Linked DNA regions of Mus musculus: region 2 is linked to region 1. The links are chromatin contacts, called in public promoter capture Hi-C maps. All regions are on one chromosome and are shown on one strand. Each heading gives the region's core, a stretch centred on a gene start, on an enhancer-like site or on the middle of the called end of the contact. The rest is flanking DNA. Distances are from core to core; before and after follow the strand shown. Region 1 overlaps Fam171a1 (family with sequence similarity 171, member A1). Region 2 overlaps Fam107b (family with sequence similarity 107, member B).

Evidence for each region. Promoter capture Hi-C pulls out the DNA fragments that hold promoters and counts their contacts.
Region 2: a contact with region 1 is called in a promoter capture Hi-C map of hippocampal neurons, with 1.9 times the contacts expected there. The contact joins two enhancer-like sites.

The regions. Positions count from the first base shown.
Region 1 is chr2:3,167,892-3,172,330 of GRCm38.p6, reverse strand. The region is part of intron 1 of Fam171a1 (family with sequence similarity 171, member A1); the gene reads right to left. Among named protein-coding and RNA genes, the nearest start is that of Fam171a1, 52 kb to the right of the region's middle. Within about 2 kb of position 3,085, at least 22 of the 459 cell types and tissues checked have an H3K27ac peak or open chromatin away from gene starts, as enhancers often do. A contact at or near this core is called in hippocampal neurons, where this site is marked.
Region 2 is chr2:3,736,487-3,741,277 of GRCm38.p6, reverse strand. All of the region lies in intron 1 of Fam107b (family with sequence similarity 107, member B), which reads right to left. Among named protein-coding and RNA genes, the nearest start is that of Fam107b, 25 kb to the right of the region's middle. Within about 2 kb of position 1,622, at least 62 of the 459 cell types and tissues checked have an H3K27ac peak or open chromatin away from gene starts, as enhancers often do. A contact at or near this core is called in hippocampal neurons, where this site is marked.

The DNA.
Region 1 (4,439 bases), core at 1,836-4,335:
TGGGAGAAATTTTCGCTTGCCTTTTTAACCCCCCACCCTTCTGCACTCTCAACACTGAGTCTAACAAGCTCTAGGAAGTTGTGGGACCTGACTTGGAGAGGTGGTGACTTGTGTGGAGCTGGTGGCTGCCTGTTAGAGCTTTGGCTTCCCTTCCGAATTTCTCCAAACTGGCTTTCTTTTGGGGTTGGGTTTTAACTTTTCCTTTCCTAAAATATTTTTGAGCTGAATTTCCACAGTAGTCCATCCTAGCAGGAAATCTGACATCTCTCTGGCTTGGTTCTCAGAGCCTTGTAGAAAGAAAGCCACTTCTCCCTTGCAGGCCTGCTCTCTGATGTCATGTTGTCTGGCGCTCTGGGAAGTGCCCCGCAGCAGGCAGAGCAGCTGAGCAGGAAGTCACCACTCTGAGCACCCAACACTATGATATGCTATATTTAACCCCAATCTAGCAGATTCACCATGGGCTTCACAGCTCTTAACTGAAATGGTAAAAGATCATTTAGTCACTTAAAACATTGTCTAAAACGAGAGTTTTACCAGACCCTTGCTCTTCTTTTATCTAAGATATGTGTGCTTCTGTTACTTGGGTCTCAGCACAGCAGTGTGTGGTTTGAATCTCTGTCACTAGATAGCCAGGAAAAGCAGGCTGGAGAAGGCCTTCTAAGTGCAGGACAGCTTTCTACCAGGCTGTCTTATCTCTTTCACAAACACAAAAGGCTTACTTGACTTAATGATCTGATAAAATTAAGATGTACTTTGTCACTTGTATTCCCATAATTTATTTATCTTTCATATGGGGTACATGCATCTTCTATTATTTACTTTTATTTCTTAAATAGATCATTTAAAGTTTTCAAATCTGAGAGAATGAAGTCCAGTAAAAATTACACATATATTTTATAGACCTATTATATACTTTATACTAGATTATGTGTTAGAGTATTAATTAATTAGTATAATTAGTGTACACCTGTAACAATAACTATATGAGATCAAGACAAGTTTGAGCTACATAAAAATTCCTTGCCTCAAAAAGAGATTATTGTGTCATATATAAACCGAAGAAGGATAGTAACATTTCACATAGCTTAATGATTATCTGCTATAACTTGTATGCTCTTGGATTCCCTTCCCAGCCTTATTATGGCACTTGGCAATTCTTGTGTCTGATTCTAAAAGGAATACTCACCTTGGTGAGTGCAGAGGTCAGACCCCTGTACTGGCCCCCCACAGAGTATGGACAGTGCAGGCACACTTCAGTGCAGGGCCCTAGAAACCCCTAGTCAGCCCTCTCCAGCTATTCTCCAGGTAGCACCTGTCACTGTCGATGGTACAAAGAGCCTCTGCAAACCTCTCTGTTGATCTGAGGTCATGTGTGATAAGGAACTCCTACCTCTGCTCAGTTTATTCTTAAAAGCATTGCTTAGTGTTCACTAGGGTATTGCAATCTCTATACCAGTATCTGGCTTCCTTTCTACCCACTGGAGCAGCATGGAGAAGATAAGTTTGCAACAACGGCCCTTGGGAACACAGACCGCCATTCTGCGCACCATTTAATGGTCTACCACCCCAGCCAGCTGACTCGCGCACAGCAGCTCGGGGAGAGAAGGCAATGTGGTCGACACAGCAGCTTCAGCTTGCAATGTGGTAGACACAGCAGCTTCAGCTTGGGAAACAAAGAGAAGAGCTCTGTTCAGGGAGCCAGTGAGGGTTCCTCGCACATTCTTAGAGCATCTTACTCCCATCACAGTCTTGACAGGCTCTGCACACGATGTGCTCTCTTCCCTCAACCTCTCGAGCTCTCTGTGTCTCCTATGCACACACTTCTGGCTTGGCCAGAAGATCTCAGGGCAACCAATCAGTGTATTCTTTTACCCCTTTGTCTATATGTCCATAACCTGTTTGAAGCACAAACTGATGAGTATCCAATGAGCAGGAATTTCTAACCCACTTGTCAGAATGTTGAGATGTAGAATACCAAACATTTATAAAAATACATCAGTTAAAGGAATATGTCTCTCTCTGTCTTTGTGTCTCTCTCTCTCTCACACAAACACAGGCACAGAAACACACACACACACACACACACACACACACACACACACACACACACACATATCCCTACTTTTGTATTTTTCAAGTGTCAGGATAACTTTCACTTGAAGCACACTATAATAGAAACAGAAAAATATCAACACCCTCCCGTAAGTTCTGGCTAAGGCTCCTGTAAAGTCCGTCCATTCACTCTGAGGTAAGCCGTCATCCACACTCTGTTATGCTGCATGATAAAAAGGAAGATTGTTGGGGCTGCTTCAGCATGTGCCTTCTGCCATCAGAGCAAATTTAGGATAGCTGGATTCTTGCAGCTAGCCAAGGTGTTCCTGAGCTAAACATCTCAGGGTCTTTTGAAAGCTACTGCTGGACTTGCATAATTTACGTGCATAACCACATGCTCATGGGAAAAATTAAAGACATCATGTTCCTATGATCTCACCTAAATAAGCTATCTCATCAGTTATACAGCAAACTAGACTGATCCGACCCCAGCCTTCTGCATGTACTATCAGGAACCACTTAAGGACTTACTCAGCAAAAAGATAATGTGGCTTGTCCAAAGAATAATTAAAACAGCTAATGATATAAAACATAGTAAATATGGTTAAAGAGGAAAAAAGTCATGGTCAGTCCAAGCTTCACAGAACTTGTCCATAGAGGCTGATGGATATTCACAGGTCTAGCAATAGTCTCATTGTTGTCAGACACTGTACGATAGATAATGGTAATTACACAGCAGTGCAAACATGAGATGTGTTCACTGAGCTCACAAGCTCACCGTATAACTGAACACGAGAAGGACAGTGACACAATATGGTGACAAACAGACACAGCTTTAAGGTACTGCTGCTTCACTGGTGTTTAAAAATGCCCAGGAAGGCACAGATTCCTGTCATGCAGATATGGAAGATGCTGGGGATGCCTAAGTTAATGAGCGACGGTAAACATGTCTGGAAAACTAGCGTACACACCTCAGCCAAGCTTCAGACATCTGTTGGAAGATGCTAGTGCAGTGGTTACCAAGGCAACCTGGGTAGGGGAAAAATTGTGTGTGCATATTTCCAGCTCCACCTATACCATTTCTCTGGGGAGAGGGGGTCTAGGGATACAGTAAGAGCAAAACTGTATAGCATTTATTTTGCACAAAGCCTTGAGATTTGAAGAGAATGATAATGGTTATTTTAGCAAATCATATCTCCCCATGGGAAGAGGCTCAGCACATACAAGCGCTAAACGGGAGGCAACTGGGAGGAATTGGATTCATTAATTACTTTGAGAATTAAAGAAAATGGGAAAGAAAGGGCCAGCGGAAGAGGCTGCTGGAAGGCTGTGAACGGCTCGAGTGTGTGAGACTCCCTGGCACTTGAAATAGTACAAGAGACAGATGAAGGCGCCCTCAGAAGCTCAAGTTTAATCAATGTGGCGATTAAGTTACACATATGAGCTTATCTCTCAAAGAAAGGGAGCTATTTAACAAGCTACACTGAGCTGTTTCATTGCGAAGCACGATCCAGACGGAGCCGACATTCCAAGCCACATCAGTGTCTATTTAGGAACATTTTTGGAGTGTCCATTTTGTGGCAAAGCAGTATGGGAAGGGATTCGATGCTGCTAACTCAATCAGGTCTTGAAACGTTTACAGCCTCTGTGTAGCCCAGGCTGGCCTCGAACTCATGATCCTCCTTCCTCTGCCTCCTTCAGCAAATCCTACCAGGATACACTACCACAACTGGCATTTACAGCCTCTGCCAATCCACCACTCTTTGTTCATAAAATAGCAATGTCAACTGCCTTGAAGAGATTGTAGGTTTTGCTGGAAGACTGACGGGTAACAATATTTATATCACATCTGATAGTAGACTCTTCCTGATGTCACTACATGGCAAGCACCCTACTAATCTTACCTGTGAAACAGTCTAAAAACCATCACCTTTACCACAACCACTACTGCTCTCGCTGTCATCCGCTATTAACCCTTCACCATCACTATCACCACCATTCGAACTCCCCCTATTGGTACCCACCCCCACTAGCATCATGACCCACCAGCACTGCCACTACTAGTGCTACCACACTGTCAGCTTCTTAGTCACAGAAAAATGGAAGTTGAGAGAGTGTACTTCTTGGGTACAGAGCTTTGGGCTCTGGCAGCCTGAATTTAGTGTCAGCTCTGCCACTTACAACGTACAGTTTCAAAGTAGAATTTTTTCTCCTGTATAAGAAATAGGCGATGTCTCTGCTCCTAATCTCTCGGCTACTGAGAGGTACCAGTGTGAGGTACTTCTCATAGAGTGAGACACATATTAGACATTTTTATAATCATCTGATCTCTGATTATTTGACTGCTAAGATAGCACATGAAAGAACCTAAAAGATCCCAAGAGACC
Region 2 (4,791 bases), core at 373-2,872, 570 kb before region 1:
GACGGTGTGACTAGGAGGAGGAGGGGGTGGTGACCAGGTTTGAAAATGAATTAATAAATTAACGGGGGGGGGGGGGGAAGCATAGAAAACATTCAAAGTCACTGTGCAGAGCGTGGGCCAAGGAGGAAAGGGTTCCATTTCCAGGCTGCCCTGAGGCCCTCCGAAGCGGGGGTGGGGGGGTGGGGGGGTGGGGAGGGGATGGGGGATGGGGGGGTGGGGGGGTGGAGGAGTGGGGGGGGTGGGGGGATTTCTCAGTTACAGAGTGACTTTCTCTGGCTGGGCTCAGCCATCTACGGACAGGAGCAGGTGGTGAGGATGAGGATGGAAGGGATGCCAGGGTGTCCATTGGGGGGCATTCGATACAGCAGAGCCAACGCATGGGAGAGAGCAGCAGCAGAGGACAGCAGGAGGCTTATGAGGGAGTCCAGCACAGCCTGGACTCACCCTTCCTAAAGGGAGCCCAGAAAATTCCATCCAACAGTGAGATCTCAGAAGTTTGGACCAGAAGCAGTTGTTACTAACAAGACCTAGAGCAGTGATCCCTGGAGCGGCATCCTAGAGAGAAGGGTGTCCCACTCATCTTGATGTGAGTTCTGAAAGTCACATGTCCTGTGCAAGTAAGTCTTCAGGTCACAGACTCACTATACCAGAGCCACCCCAGTCACAACCAAACTGGGGCTTCTGTCCCCAGTTCATGCTGACTGAGGACCAGGGCTAACAAGACATATGGCTAAGGTCAGCCTCTAGGGAGCCAGAGACAGAAGACTGACTACAGGGCAGGGTCTCCATTTCCTGTTTTCAGACCAAAGGCCTCTAGGTGTGAGAGACACGGTATTCTCTCCTAGGCTGCAGGCTGCCAAAAAGCAGAGCGTACAGAGGTGGGGTAAGAGCTGGCTGACCACAGGACAGGAACAGAAGTGGGCATGGAGCAAGAACAGAGAAAGCATGAACACAGAATAGAAGAGCACACAGGACAAGCCAAGACAGTGACGTAGAAAGGCACTCAGAACAAGGACCTGACACCTTGAAGGAACACTCTGCCACTGGAAACCAAGAAGAGCGACAAATACAGGTCTCAGAAGGCAGAAACTCTACAACACAAGACCAGAACAAATGAAGCAAACCAAACTGTCCCCAAGCCAAGAGCAGCTACTATCCTTGGAGACCCAGAGCATACATGCACCATCCCCATCACTACAAGAAAAGTTCAGTCAGATGCGCAAACCTCATCTCTATTGGAAAGTAAATAGCCTCATTGTCAGTTAATTGAAACCTAGTTACAAAAGCAAACATTTGTTCTTGATGAAGCAGCTCCCTCACTCTGTGACAATACGCCTTGTAGCTAAAAGTCAGACCTCCTCACAGTCCTGGATGGATGCCACCCTCAGCCAACATTCACACTGCTTCACCATCTGGCACATGCTGAATCAATCACTCCTGACTACCTATAAACACTCTGCCCAACTACAGAAGGCTCTTCAGATCTGCCTTGCAATATCACCCTGACATTATAAAGTGCACAGGCTCCGGGGCAAATCAGAAATGCATGCCTTATGGTGTGCTCATGACATCACAGCTCACTTAAAAATGTAGATCTTCCTGTGGATCCAATCACAAGGAGAAGACTAGACTTGAGCTATATCTCCTACCAACCCAACACTAGGACAGTCACCACGCATGCCCAAGGATGCTGCTCGCTCTCACAGTGCACTGTGGGATTCAGAGTTCCATTAGAGACCCTAGAAACTGCAAACAATGCTGCCTGGCTCCTGTGTGATTCTCTCCTATTCCTCCCAAGTTTATCACTGGACATGTGGGGTTTTAAAGAGCAACTGCGCCAATGATCTGTGCCTCCTTCTGTACGTCAGCCTCCTCCACACAGCACGCACTGCACAGCTGCCAATGTGAAAGGTGTTACAAAACCTGCAAGACATGGCTAGCAAATTTCAGTTTCAGTGTGCTTGTTAAAAATAATAATAAAGTAGAAAAACAAAACAAAATTTAAAAACCCAGTTCACTGAGAACAGAATTCAATCACATTCACTCAACTCCCCTGCCAACCCACACAATTGAATTATAACCCTTCCCCCAAAAGTCTTTTATCTGGTATATAACAAATGGCTGGGTAAAATTTCCTTAGGCATCCTAATGTAAGTACTCCTGACTGACTCTGTAAGAATGAACCACTTGTTATAAACGCATGGTACATAAAACTTACTCAGTATCTCAAAAGCAAGCCATGGTTTTTGTTGCTTTTGCTATCTGCCCATTCTGAGGAGAACCCACAGACTAGTGTTGGGTTGGTAGGAGATGTGTGTGTGCGTGCGTGCGTGCGTGCGTGCGCTCGGGGGATAGTAGTTGGCATGACGACAAAGGCCTTACTCTTTGCAGTAAATCAAATTAACAGACTGTGATATAGTGATTCAAAACTGACCAACACGGGAGATAGAAGGAAAAACATAAGGACCACAAATAAATCACTTATTAAACCCACAGGAAAAGCCGTATGTAACTATATCCGTAAATTTACATGAAACAAAAGAAATAGATTATGTGATACTTTAATAATATTACATCATATATTTCCCCAATGTATCTTTACTTTTAACACAAGTCACCTATGGTCCTTTAAATTCTGCAAGAAGAAAAGAAATTGCTTTCTAATTTGTGCATATCTGGTCACAACCAGCCGGTAGCAGGAAGTCTGCGTCCAGATCCATTTTATCCCAGAGATCAGACTAGTCTACATTACTCTGCACCCCATCTGTGCACAGCAGGAAAGGAAATATGACATCCTATACTCACAATGCAGCTTCCTGGTGGCCTTTCATGAAAACAGATTTTGTTGGCCTTTGCCGTAAGCTGTTCATAAAAGTAAATTATCCAAAAGAATCAATAAAGAATTGGACACAGCCTCTTTCATGGAACACAGCTTCTTTCATAGAACGAGGTAGGAGCCAGAGCTTCTAGATTTTCTATATTGGGTGTTTATATCACCCTGTACTAAGCCTCACTACAAAGCATAAAAACTCAGAAAAAAATTGTTGTGTGGCACCTGAGACACCAGGCAAACAGCAGCCACAGGAGCAGGTCACACAGATGCACACTTCCCAGTCAATCCCTGATGGTAAGGAAGCATTTTACCCCGGGACTCCAGCCATGAGTGCTGGCATGTACCTGTAATCCCAGTGCACAGGAGGCAAAGGCAGCAAGATCCATTCCCAACCCCCCTCGAAAACAACAGGTCCTAACCCAGACCCACATCTATGTGTCATAATATACTAGTGGTTATGTCACCCATTTTCTCCTGCATTTGTGTCTTAAAGTAGATTGCTAACACACCTTGCAAAAATATCCAGCTCCAGGTAAATGGACAAGCAAAATGAGCTATCTGCATACAATGGGAAATCATTCACCCAGAAAAAGAAAACATCTGACCCGTGCTATGACCTGGACGAAACTTCAGAACAACAGACTCGGTGCAGTAAGATGAAAAACAAATATTGTACCACTGCACTAATGCAAAGCCCTTCATGTGGTCACATTTATAAAGAAGACAGAACAGTGGTAGCCAGGGATGGAGGAGAAGAAGAGGACCCCAGCTCTGCTCCTAGCAGCCATACTGGGGGTGGCGGGAGGCTCACAACCATCTATAACTCTGGAAGATATGGCATCCTCTTGTGGCTCCAGGGGCACCACACATGACAAATACTCACACAGACACATGCACATATAAACATAAATAAAAAATCAAATGTTTAAAACTATATAACTTTTTAGAAAGTATTTTCTTTCCGAAATGTATGCTGCCTACTGTGTTTGCCCTTCAGCTCACAGTATGGCAGCGGCATGATTTCTGCTTGAACCCAGATATAGAGTCCTTTAAACTCGGGCTATAACCTGTGCTTATCAAAGCACACATCCACACTGACCCTGCTGGGTAAAAAGGAACTTGCTTTTCAAGAAAAGAAAATGTATACTGGTAATCCACAGCCTTCTATTCACATAACACTCCGGAAGAAAATGAGCCACTTTGTCTCCTAAACATCTTTGGACAGTTAAGATTTCTGTGACCACAGCAGGTCAGGAAGTACAGTTAATTAAAACCATTTTTTTTTGAAAGAGGTACACTCATTTAAGAATGGCTCCTAGTCAAAATTCTTCCCAACTGGATAGTCCTAAAGCTGACATCTATGCTAAAATTGAATAAAGTAAGGAGCAGTCACAGAGTAAAATGATAAAGTCTCCATTTCTAAATCTAAAGCTTTTGTTAATGTGAAGCATCCCCCCCAGCTTCCCTCAAGACACTCCAGAGGGTAACCGGCTTGTCCCATGTCATACAGATACTGCCCCACTCAGGAGTTTAACGCAGTCCACGAACTCAGTCTCATCTTTGCGCATCTGTCTTCACTTTGCCAAAGCTTTCCTAGTAATTTCTTCAATGTTAAAAATACAGTGAAGAAAATTCCAGAATAAGCAAGCTGCTTCCCTGCCATCGCTACACATTTCCTTTGATGATTCTGAAATAATAATGGTTTATAAATATGACAAGTCTTCACTGGGGCGCGGAACCCGTCTCAGAGTTGCTGAGAGATGAGGAGCTTGCCAGGCTGTTCGCTTTCTAGCCCTGTTTATAAAATAAACCACAGCAGCCCGCAGGACTTATTTTCCATTCAGGAAGCCATTCAGAAGGCAAGAAAGCTACGAACTATACTTTCTTGTAGAAGAAAAAAGTCATTTTGGGAATTCCTGTTACAAAATGAAATTTTAACTATTGGGATTGGAGAGATG